Linked DNA regions of Triticum aestivum: region 1 is linked to region 2. A link is a contact called in public Hi-C data. All regions are on one chromosome and are shown on one strand. Each heading gives the region's core, a stretch centred on a gene start, on an enhancer-like site or on the middle of the called end of the contact. The rest is flanking DNA. Distances are from core to core; before and after follow the strand shown.

Region 1 (5,655 bases), core at 1,921-4,420, 430 kb before region 2:
AATATCATCTTCTCCTCCTCAATTTTTTTTATTTTTTCCTTCAACAAATTGTTTTCTTCTTCAACTAAATTTAACCTCTCGACAATAGGGTCGGTTGGCATTTCCGATTCACATACATCCTACATAAATAAAATCTATGTCACGTTGGTCGGCATAATTTTCATAAACAATAAATGAACCAATAGTTATAAAGATAATATATATACCACATCCGAATCATAGACAGGACGAGGGCCGACGGGGGCGGATACCAAAACCATCGCACTATATAAGATGCAATAATAAAAGTAAGAAAATAACACAAGTATCTATGTAAACATACAAGTAAGAATATTTTTTCTTTCAGAAAGAAGATAAGAACAAGGGGCTCACCATGGTGGTGCCGGCGATGAGCTCGGCGCGGGTGATCGACGGTGGTGAAGACTGGGACGGGGCGTGACGGACCGCTAAACCTAGACAAATATTATGGAAAATGGAGTTTGGAGGTCGAGCTTGGAGAGGAGAAAGCTTAAGTAGTGTGGCTCGGGCATTCCATCGGACACCTTGTGTGCATAGGAGGTGAGCTAGAGCACCACCAAGCCCTCTCCCCCTCGGCCAGAGAAAAACAGAGCACTGGGGTGCTCTGCTCGCGAGCGAGGGGTATATATAGGCACCTCATTGGTCCCGATTGGTGACATGAGCCGGGACTAAAGGGGAGCCTTTGGTCCCGGTTCAAGCCACCAACCGGGACCAATGGTGGTGGGCCAAGAGCAAGGCCCATTGGTCCCAGTTCATCCCACCAACCGGGACCAAAAGGTCCAGATGAACCGGGACCAATGCCCACATTGGTCCCGGTTCTGGACTGAACCGGGACTAATGGGCTGACCCGGCCTGGACCAAAGCCCTGTTTTCTACTAGTGTAGGTCTGTGGTGGTACCTGTCGCAGCTGAGTTGGCGTAGTCGACCCCGGCTATTCAGGCACCGGTGTTGGCCCTTCTTGAGGCTGGTCATAGTGGGAGTAACATATATAGGTAGTAACATAGATGCCACATAAGCAAAAGTTGGTGAGGTGCCAAGTAGTTAATGAGGAGAGAGGCAAATAGAGTAACATAATATGTTACCATCACATGGCGCTTCTCAATGCAAAATGAGAGTAATAAATGGAGACATCTTTGTTACCACATGTATAACACTACCCACTATGAAGGTAGTAACATAGACTAATAACATATGCATATTCTAGTCTAAGTTACTCTCCACTATGACTACCTGATGCGGCGCTGGCAGCGTTCTCTGCGTTGGTCGGGATGCCATTGGAGGGGATTGTTGCTTCGGCTTGTGTGCATGGAAACACGAGGGACACTTCTCAAGTTGATCATGCTAGTAAAGGGGCAAGGAAGACAGAGAAATCTTATTGCTACTGGTGTGGTGGGGTCAGCACTTCGTGGTAGATTGTATCATATTTTTATAGGATAACTACTTGAAGTCGAGTCATGCTATGGATGGACGTCCATTTCTATCTATGCCTAAGACGGTGGTCATGGTCTCCAGTGTTTGTGATGATAAATTGTTATTCCTTGAGACCCAGTGCTCTAACTTTAGCATACCTCGGCTTGAGAGCGCCAAGACTGGGCTGGTGCGGGTCACAGGAAGTTCATTAACAGAGGAACATGTGACGCATCATTCTAAGAGGCCTATGTCGGTGGACTTTCATTGGACTCTAGTGCGGTTAGAGGAAAATGTGTATAATGTAGATTTTTCGAGGAAGGAGGATCTTGCTCACCTCATGTTGTTTGGTATTTCCAGGGTACCAGACAACACATGTTTCTTGGAGTTTGACGAGTGGTCGAACCAGGAGCCAGAGGGGACACCCCTGCGGGAGGTTTGGATCAGGTTCCATGGGGCTCCCTCAAAGCCTCTTAATGATTTCATGGAGACTTGGAGCTTTGGATCTTTGGTTAGTAGGACTGAGAAGGTCGACATGTTGTTTATGAGGAGGCATGGGATATCTCGGTTACTTGTAGGTGTGACCAACATTGATGCACTATGAGAGTTTGTGCCTTGGTAATACAAGAGTGCTGGGTATGAACTGAGATTAGAGGTTGAGGGTTTTCTGTTCCAGGATGAGGACCACAAACCTGAGGACGATGATATGGCTGATGGGGATAAGGATAAGGGTGGTGGACATGATGATTTGATGGAGCACAACAAGCGTGGTGCTCCCCCTGATGCGGCGGGGCAACCGCAACCTTGGGGGATGGGGGAAGCCGTCTGTGCCGGCTGTAGGTTTCGAGATCCTCCTAGGTTAGGGTTGGGGTTTGAGGGTGATCGTCTGACCGACACACCTTCTCACATATGAGTGGGCTCAGGTTAACAACCTGTTTCACAGCTCAGCCCAAACAATCGAGGTCCACAGACCAGCAAGATCAGCACACAGACGAACGTCTTACGTTCTGGGCTCACTCAGTCGCACTGTTTGATACTGTATACGTTGATGTATCCTATATTTTCGCTGCTTCCATCGATTTCTGCAAAACCCAAGTCAGGAACCAACACCAGCAATTTCGGGAGCATGTGAGCTCGAGCACTGAATTGTTGCGTCCACTATACCGCTAGACTAAGTCAATATACTTTGCATGGTGCAGCACGCTACCTAGCACTTTTAAATTTGTTGATAGTTAAGTATGCCGTTGAACGAAATGGGACATTTTCTGTACACAACGTACACACCATACTCTGATCGAACGGACACATAACGCTGGCCAAGTAAGTTGGACGGTGTAGGTGTTGCATCCGGCACCGCACACGTCAGACAAGAATCATCGTAGCAGAACTCGCTGTTGAAAAAACACTTTTACAGACTAAGAAAGACCAAGCGGCCAATAATGGAGGGATGAGCACGGCATATACCTTTAGCTGGGTTCCATGGACCCATACTAATCAATTAGTTAATCAACCGATCCTCAAAAAAAATTTAGTTAATCAACCAATTAACAAAATAGCTGTCGTTGCGCGTCACATAAAACAACTAGGGATTTCTTGTCAGCAAAATTTGTTTATGCTCCCATGAGAGGGACATCCATATTTGTTATATGTTCAACTACTAGTGCACAACCGGGGTGACACGCGCATAAAATAAAGAGCCATTTCTTCCTTCTTCCTTCGGAACCAAACTCAGAAGCAACCAAGGCAGGGATCCAACATCTAAACCGAGGCGACCTTTCTTGCTACATATCCCTCTGCATCACGACCTTGTACTTACTTGACTTCACCTTGCACTCCCACAGTCATATAGCTAGTTGCCACTTGGTTGCCTTTCTAGACCATCAGACCAAGAACACACAGCATGTGTGGAAAGATGGATGAGGTTCACCTCCACATGGAGCACAAGGTATGATTTTGTTCAAGCTGGCTGCTGGCAATCGATCTATCTTTGTCTTGTCAAAATTAAAATGCTAATTTTTGAAGTTTTGGTACTTGTCACAAAACAAAAATAGTGTTGACAAGTCGATTTATGTTCACCAATTTAGAGCCTACCCGGTGGAGAATTTGGAGGAGTTCGTGCCTCGATGTCCAAACCTCCGACGTCTAGCACTTCTAGGCCAAACAGCATGGTTGTCAAGGTAACTTGGATTAGTTTCTCGTCTTAGAATCAACAAAGTTGTTTTATGAACAGATGCATGATTCAGAGAAATATTTTGGCCCTCAATTTGCAGAAAGTGTGCCCACGGGAGTACATCCCGCCGCACATCGTGGCGGAGGCAATCTCGACGCTGCACGGCCTCGACCTGCGGTGGTCGGGGCCGATCACGCCCAGCGAGCGGCTCTACGTGGAGCAGTACGTGATGGCCAAGTACCCGCAGTACTCTCACGGACTCATTGAGGAGGAAAGCTGTGACAAGGACGACCTCTACTCCACCTACTATAGCACCGGCAGCATGTCTGCCTCGCCCGAGGGCGGATCCGGCGAGCGGCGGAGGCCGTCGCCGACGGGGTCCCCGTCGTCGGCGAGGCCTGACATCGACATGGTCAGGTTGGAGCCGTCGCGTCTGCTGGACATCCTGACCAAGAAGTCTTCCTTCACGGGGAGCTTCATCTCCATACCGGAGATCCAGGCCAGGAACAGGGTGCTCCGGCACTGCGGACTCACCGACGATGAGTACCTCGTGCTCTTCGCCGCCACGCCCAAGGACGCCATGATGCTGGTAGGTTCAGTTGCAACTTCCTCTTCTTTTTAAAGAAAAGGGTATCCCTCCGCCCCATTTTTATCAGAAACAAGGCAAGAAAATAACCCTCAGGCAGAGCCAAAGTAATAGTGATCTAGAAAATTCTTATCTTTCTTTACAGAAGGAGTAGATAAATTAATAGAGGTCCTTGAACTACTCTCTCTAAACTTCATTGCTTTTACATATGACGGTTAACTGGGTTTTTTTTTCATATCCTAAAGAAGGTTGAGAACCCCGGCCTTTGCTGGCTTGAAGAGAGTCCTAGTTTTCTAGTTTGCCTTTGAGCAGATTGTAACCAAATGTTAGTTGATTAATGAAGCTTCCAATTTCGATGCAAAAATTAAAAACCCGGCCTGTACATCATATTTTAAAGTTATCATGTGATTTATTCAAACGATTACATAATAGATGGTGACACAAATCCAAAAGACATACCAAATGCACATACGGCCACGAGGAGCATCTTCAGGAAAGATGCCGATAATGTAGGGCTATATATAAATCAGCAACCCTGGAATTTTTTTGAGTGGCAACAGAGTATGTTTTATTATGAGAATCTACAACATCCTATAAAATTCCTGCAAGCCAAAAAGGGCCTAAATGTCCAAGTACCTTTTGTTTGTCTTCACTTGCAATGTGTCTTTATGCTCATAGTAAAGCCTAGTAAGTATTTACTGCCTTCATTCAAATAAATAAGTCGCACTCATTTAAGATCTAATTTACCAATGAATTTACCCAATAAATTATGAGTTATGTGTGACAAATACATATACCATTGAATCCTTGAATTTGTATTCAAAAAAAGTTCTCAATTGTGTACTTTTAAGTCACGTAACTTATATGTTATTATTGGTCTAATTGATGGTCAAAACTGAATTTCGAAATATGAGTGTGCCTTAATCATTAGAATGGAGGGAGTATATAATTGGATCCACCTGAAACTTTGTACGCAGATAGGCGAGAGCTACCCCTTCTTCCGGAGCAACTACTACATGTCAATCCTAGCCGACGACCGCGACTGCATCCACGCATTTGCGGCGTACAAGGAGGCCAAGGTCATCGCGGCGCCGGAGTCGTGGCTGGATCTCCGCATCAAGGGCTCACAGCTCAGCCAGTACTTCCGCCGCAAGTCAAAACTCACGCACAAGGGCCTCTTCGCCTACCCAGCCGTCTCCGCCGCAGCCCCCGCCACCGACGACGGAATCGCCCCGCCACCGCCGCGCTACTCCATGCACTGGGTCTCCGAGGCGCACCGCAACGGCTGGCACGTGCTCCTGGACGCCACCGCGCTGGTCGTCGGCGAGGACCGGCTGCCGCTGTCGCTGCACCGGCCGGACCTCGTGCTGTGCACGCTCGACGACACGCACTCGCAGCAGCCGTCCGCCAAGGTGACATGCCTGCTCGTCAGGAGGCGGTCCTTCGACACCTCCGCCCTGCCGCAGCCGCAGCA
Region 2 (5,598 bases), core at 662-3,161:
TCCATTTATAATGACCCTGCTCTCACGATCCATGCAGCTTACTCTAACGAAGGGCAAATTAGCAGTGTTCAAGAAAGTGTTTCTAAGCGACGCTCAGCGCTTGATCGCAAAACGTTTCGCTTTGCCCTTAGTGGTAGATTAAGCGTTTTTTAAAATTGGCTGTTTTGAACTACTTATGCTTGGCTGCTTGCGCAATAATGGCAATATACCATTTATCTTGTTATTAGGGTCTGTTCGGGAACTTTAGCTGCGGCCAATTTCACAAACACACGCACTTTGGCTGCGGCCATTGCTCTAAGTTGTGCCATCCTTTGCTTACACTTTCCGCTTTTTTGAACATTGCAAATTAGTCCAAAAAACGGGAACACTTATACGCAGAGTAAAAAGGACCAGAGGTAGTACAGTTGTAAGGCCCCATTGACAACAATGAGACGATAAAATGGTGGTGTACAATCTAGACATACGACAGGAAGATAACATATATCCTTACCCTTGAAGGCATCGTTTGCCCTAAGTTTGAGTTCCTCAGCCTTCTGCACATTTGAATTTGAACTATCACCCATGATATCGGTTGTGTCTAGTTCATACACAGACTTCAAAGCTCCTTATTCACCTATTTACATCATAAAGGAAATTCGCAAAAAAAAATCAGTCTTGCAAAAAGTTTGATAAAATCCAAAATTTCAAACACACCAAAGCATGCATGTTTAAGAGACTAGTAACTAAGGACTGTTAACATGTTATGTTTGTGCCCAGGCTACTAAAAGACAGCAATTCAATTACTTACTATTACACCATATTCTGGTATGTTTCATGCATTCCATCGTACCCCTATTCCACTTTTGGTTTGACCACTGTGAAATCAGATATGCCATATAAAATTTGCTATGAAAAGCTATTGATGAGTATAACCAATCATTGTTCCAAATATCGGCCAATTATTCGGCATCTCGGTCAGTTAATTGCTACTCGGTGGGTCACCGAATGACCGGTTGACTGATTTATCGGCCAATTAACTGGAAAATTCGCCTACTTATCCTCACTCCGCAACCGACTGATATGGTACCAGTTACCAATATCTTGAACATTGGAACCAATCAACCGGGATAGACGACATTTTGGTCAATATTCCACATGCCTTTGTTCACGCACATGGGGTGGTGCTTCTGCTTATGTTCTTCTGAGCACTTGAGTCAGCTAGATAATGGACGTACTAGGTCCAATTAGAGCTATTGATAAAACATCCCGGCAAGGCCTGGCTTTGTGTGCGATTGCATCACTCCAATTTGCACAAGATATAAACATAAAAGAGATAACAAATCGAAACAATGGCTCGTCCCATGCGCTGACCAGGCTTTTCACTACAGCCAGTAAGTTGCCCTAAATGTTTCCCAGCGGGATGCTACCTAAAATCCACGAGGTCGGGTACCTCTATGAATCGGTCGTCTCCGCAGACGGCAGGCAGTTGATTTGACAGAGGAAAAAAACGAACTTTGAAAAAGTGACCCAACTAGCTTCGGCCCAATCTCTCGAACAGCCTTGGCTGCAGATCTAGATGGCGGTGTGCCGGGGCTCAAGGCCAAAACTTGCAAGGGTTTGATTGGTTAGGGTTGAGGTAACCAATCACTGGATGGCTAAGGAGCTCGTACCTTGGAAACCGCTGTCCAAGGTAGCGGACGGGGTGGAAACGGCTGGGGCAGGGCAGCGGCGCGCGGCGGGGCAGAACGGGAGCGGCGGGGCAGAACGGGAGCGGCGACGGCGGCGGCCGCGACGCGTTCGAGAGGCGAGATGCGTGAGGCGGGGGGCGGCGACGCGCGCTAAGCTACGGCGGCGGCAGGGTGTAGGAGAGATTTTATTGGGTCGGGTTGGAGCTTCGGGTAGGTCAAGACCGACCGAGCACGAGATAGGTCAGGAGCCAGGGGGAGGAGGGACGAGCTTACGGCGGAGAGAAACGAAAACCGGAATGCCAAATGGGCCCTGTTAGGTTGACTGGGCCTTTCGAGCCAGGCTCTCGGAAAAGCCGCCAAAGATGTGCAGGCCGGACCAGTACAACAAAATCATTTTTTTAGAAGAACGGGGAGGCTCCTCCTTGGTTCCATTGCTCGAATGAAACCTCAAAGTCCTTCATACATCAGCTCACTGAGAAGCGCAGTTTAAATGGACAGGAAATAAACTGCCTACACAAGGCAAATACTGCAGAACAGGAGAATGATACATAAGACGCCAGCCAAGAGGCTAACGACTATCTACTCTAGGCACATATCAGGTCCTGGAAGGCCTTGCGAGTCTTCAACGAGGGCACCGCCGTAGCCTGGGGTGACCAACATGCTGTCAAGGTCAGTGTTGGGCTGGAGAATGTTGCTGCTCTGGTCTCCCGCTTCTTGGAAGGAGAGGCGAAGATGGCGCTATCGTTAAAGATCCTCAGCTTGTTCCAAGGGTCCACCGGGGGGGGGGGGGGTCATGTGACACCCCCCTTGTCAGCCACTGATCGTCAAAGGTTGCCGAACGAAGTCTGCAAGATGTGTTGAGAAGGCCTCCAATCTCTCCACACACTTGTGTGGGGATAGCACAATCCAGTTTTTGATAGTTCTTAGGATCAGACTCAACACCTCTTTGATGGAGATCCATAAGGTGTTATTGAAAATGATAGAGTTCCTATATTTTCAAAGACACCAAAGCACAGCAGAGCTGACAGTATTGAGAGTAGAGTTTTTTTATTTGAGACCCAAATTTTGGCTACTGATTTGAAACCAGCCCCAATTTTGATCCCAAAATGCCCTTTCACCAGGGGCCAAATCTGCTTAGCAACTACATAGTCAAAGAATAAATGAGCACTAGATTCAACATCAGAGCAGAAAACACAATCCATAGGTTTAATAATCTGCCTTTTTCTAAGGTTGTCTTCGGTCGTCAGCTTATTATTAGCAAAGAGCCAGAGAAAAACATGAATTTTCGGGGGAACCCTAAGTTTCCAGACACAAAGAATGAAGACTAGTTGCACCCCTCTAAAGCTAATCACATGATAAAGAGAGCTAGCAGAATAAGTCCCTTTGTTTTCTAGTTGCCAAACCAGAGCATTAATATCATCAGTGAAAACGACACTGTTAGCCATCTCCACTAATTGATACCGTTGCTCCATAAGCTTATCATCAAAGTTTCTTCTAAAAGAAAGTTTCAGCTGATGCCCATCCCAAACCTCATTGACACTTTTGGTTTGCTCATTACAAATGGAGTAAATAGGCCAGAATTGCACAACCAGAGGATAAGTGCCAAACCAGGTATCTTCCCAGAATCTTACAGTATTCCCCGACTTAATCTTCCATCTGTAACCAAATTTCAGAGTTTGGATAATGGATTTGATCCCTTTCCAGAATCTAGAGGCCTTGGGGGACAAGTTAGGAGCAAAGATATTTATCCTCCTAGTCATGTATTTGTGATCTATGATCATTTTCCAAGGCTTACTGAAAGGGCATGTAACCCCTAAGTGTGGTTTTGGTAATTAATGACAATCTCTATGGACTAATGTTTTCATTGAGATATATTTGAAGGTATTGTCCATAGAAGGTGCATCAAGGATATTAGAAGGAATCAAGGATGAAGTCCATATATATGAAGATATATTTGCTCTAAGCTTTGGTATTCATGGACAATTCCTATGGAGCATCAAGTGCATTGAATCCTATATGAAGAAATGTTCCATAGTGATGCATGAAGCATGTTGGATTTATGTCGGAAGAATGCCATCAAAACATTCGAAGAAGTCCTCATTATATGTTCAAGATGGAGTTTGTTAGAGGATCTCAAAGGTTGACATTTGTGGGCTTGTAAGGATGGGCTTGAGATAATAATCAAATAGAAGAATTCAAGTTATGGTTTCAACACAAGTTCATGTTAAGCTCATGTGTTGGGTTTTCCGTTGATCAAGTCTTGAAGCAAGCAACTAGAGTGAAGAATTCATTATGCCTCTCAAGACATTACGATGGAGTTTTAGAAGAGCATGTGGTGACCAAGATGACATTCATAGTGGAATTTGATATGGTCATGAAAGAGTCTTTGGTGATATATTCTTGAAGCAATGAAGGGAGATGAGAGTTCATTATTGTTGGGGAACGTAGTAGTTTCAAAAAAAATCCTACGCAGATCATGGTGATGCATAGCAACGAGAGGGGAGAGTGTCGTCCACGTACCCTCATAGACTGTTAAGCGGAAGCGTTATAACAACACGGTTGATGTAGTCGTACGTCTTCACGATCGACCGATCCTCAGCACCAAACGTACGACACCTCCGCGTTCAGCACACATTCAGCTCGATGACGTCCCGCGAACTCACAATCTAGTAGAGCTCGGGGAAGAGTTTCATCAGCACGACGGCGTGGTGACGATGTTGATGAAGCTATCGACGCAGGGCTTCGCCTAAGCACCGCTACGATATAACTGAGGTGGATTATGGTGGAGGGGGCACCGCACACGGCTAAGAGATCAACATAACAATTGTTGTGTCTATGGGGTGCCCTGCCCCCGTATATAAAGGAGCTAGGGGGAGGCGGCCGGCCAAGGAGGAGGGCGCGCCAAGGGGGGAGTCCTACTCCCACCGGGAGTAGGACTCCCTCTTTTCCTAGTTGGAGTAGGAGAGGAGAAGGAAGGGAGAGATGAAGAGAAGGAAAGGGGGGCGCCGCCCCCCCTCCTTGTCCAATTTGGACTAGAGGGGGAGGGGCGCGCGGCTGCCCTTGGTCGCCCCTCCTCTTCTCCCACTAAGGCCCATTAGGCCCAATATACTCCCCGGGGGGTTCCGGTAACCCCCCGGTACTCCGGTAAATGTCCGAAACCTCCCGAAACACTTTCGGTGTCTGAACATAGTCATCCAATATATAGATCTTTACGTCTCGACCATTTCGAGACTCCTCGTCATGTCCGTGATCATATCTGGGACTCTGAACTACCTTTGGAGCATCAAAACACAAAAACTCATAATACCGATCGTCACAGAACTTTAAGCGTGCGGACCATACGGGTTCGAGAACTATGTAGACATGACCGAGACATGTCTCCGGTCAATAACCAATAGCGGAACCTGGATGCTCATATTGGTTCCTACATATTCTACGAAGATGTTTATCGGTCAAACCGCATAACAACATACGTTGTTCCCTTTGTCATCGGTATGTTACTTGCCTGAGATTCGATCGTCGGTATCTCAATACCTAGTTCAATTTCGTTACCGGCAAGTCTCTTTACTCATTTCGTAATGCAACATCCTGCAACTAACTCATTAGTCACATTGCTTGCAAGGCTTATAGTGATGTGCATTACTGAGAGGGCCCAGAGATACCTCTCCGACAATCGGAGTGACAAATCCTAATCTTGATCTATGCCAACTCAACAAGTACCATCGGAGACACCTGTAGAGCACCTTTATAATCACCCAGTTATGTTGTGACGTTTGGTAGCACACAAAGTGTTCCTCCGGTAATCGGGAGTTTCATAATCTCATAGTCATAGGAACATGTATAAGTCATGACGAAAGCAATAGCAGTAAACTAAAACGATCAAGTGTTAAGCTAACGGAATGGGTCAAGTCAATCACATCATTCTTCTAAT

Evidence for each region. A called contact is a pair of places that touch in the nucleus more often than the background predicts.
Region 1: a contact with region 2 is called in a Hi-C map of leaf, with 3 times the contacts expected there. The contact joins the promoter of LOC123058096 here to the promoter of LOC123060605 in region 2. A contact is called at or near these places in 2 of 5 Hi-C or Micro-C datasets (both in leaf).

Annotation. Positions count from the first base shown.
Region 1 is chr3A:121,062,805-121,068,459 of IWGSC CS RefSeq v2.1, reverse strand. LOC123058096 reads left to right here and starts at 3,170. Exons shown (of 4, transcript XM_044480921.1): 1 at 3,170-3,370; 2 at 3,477-3,602; 3 at 3,696-4,184; 4 at 5,159-5,655. The coding sequence starts at 3,549.
Region 2 is chr3A:120,630,326-120,635,923 of IWGSC CS RefSeq v2.1, reverse strand. It overlaps LOC123060605 (serine/threonine-protein phosphatase 5), which reads right to left and starts at 1,911. Exons shown (of 13, transcript XM_044483386.1): 1 at 1,650-1,911; 2 at 491-613. The coding sequence starts at 563.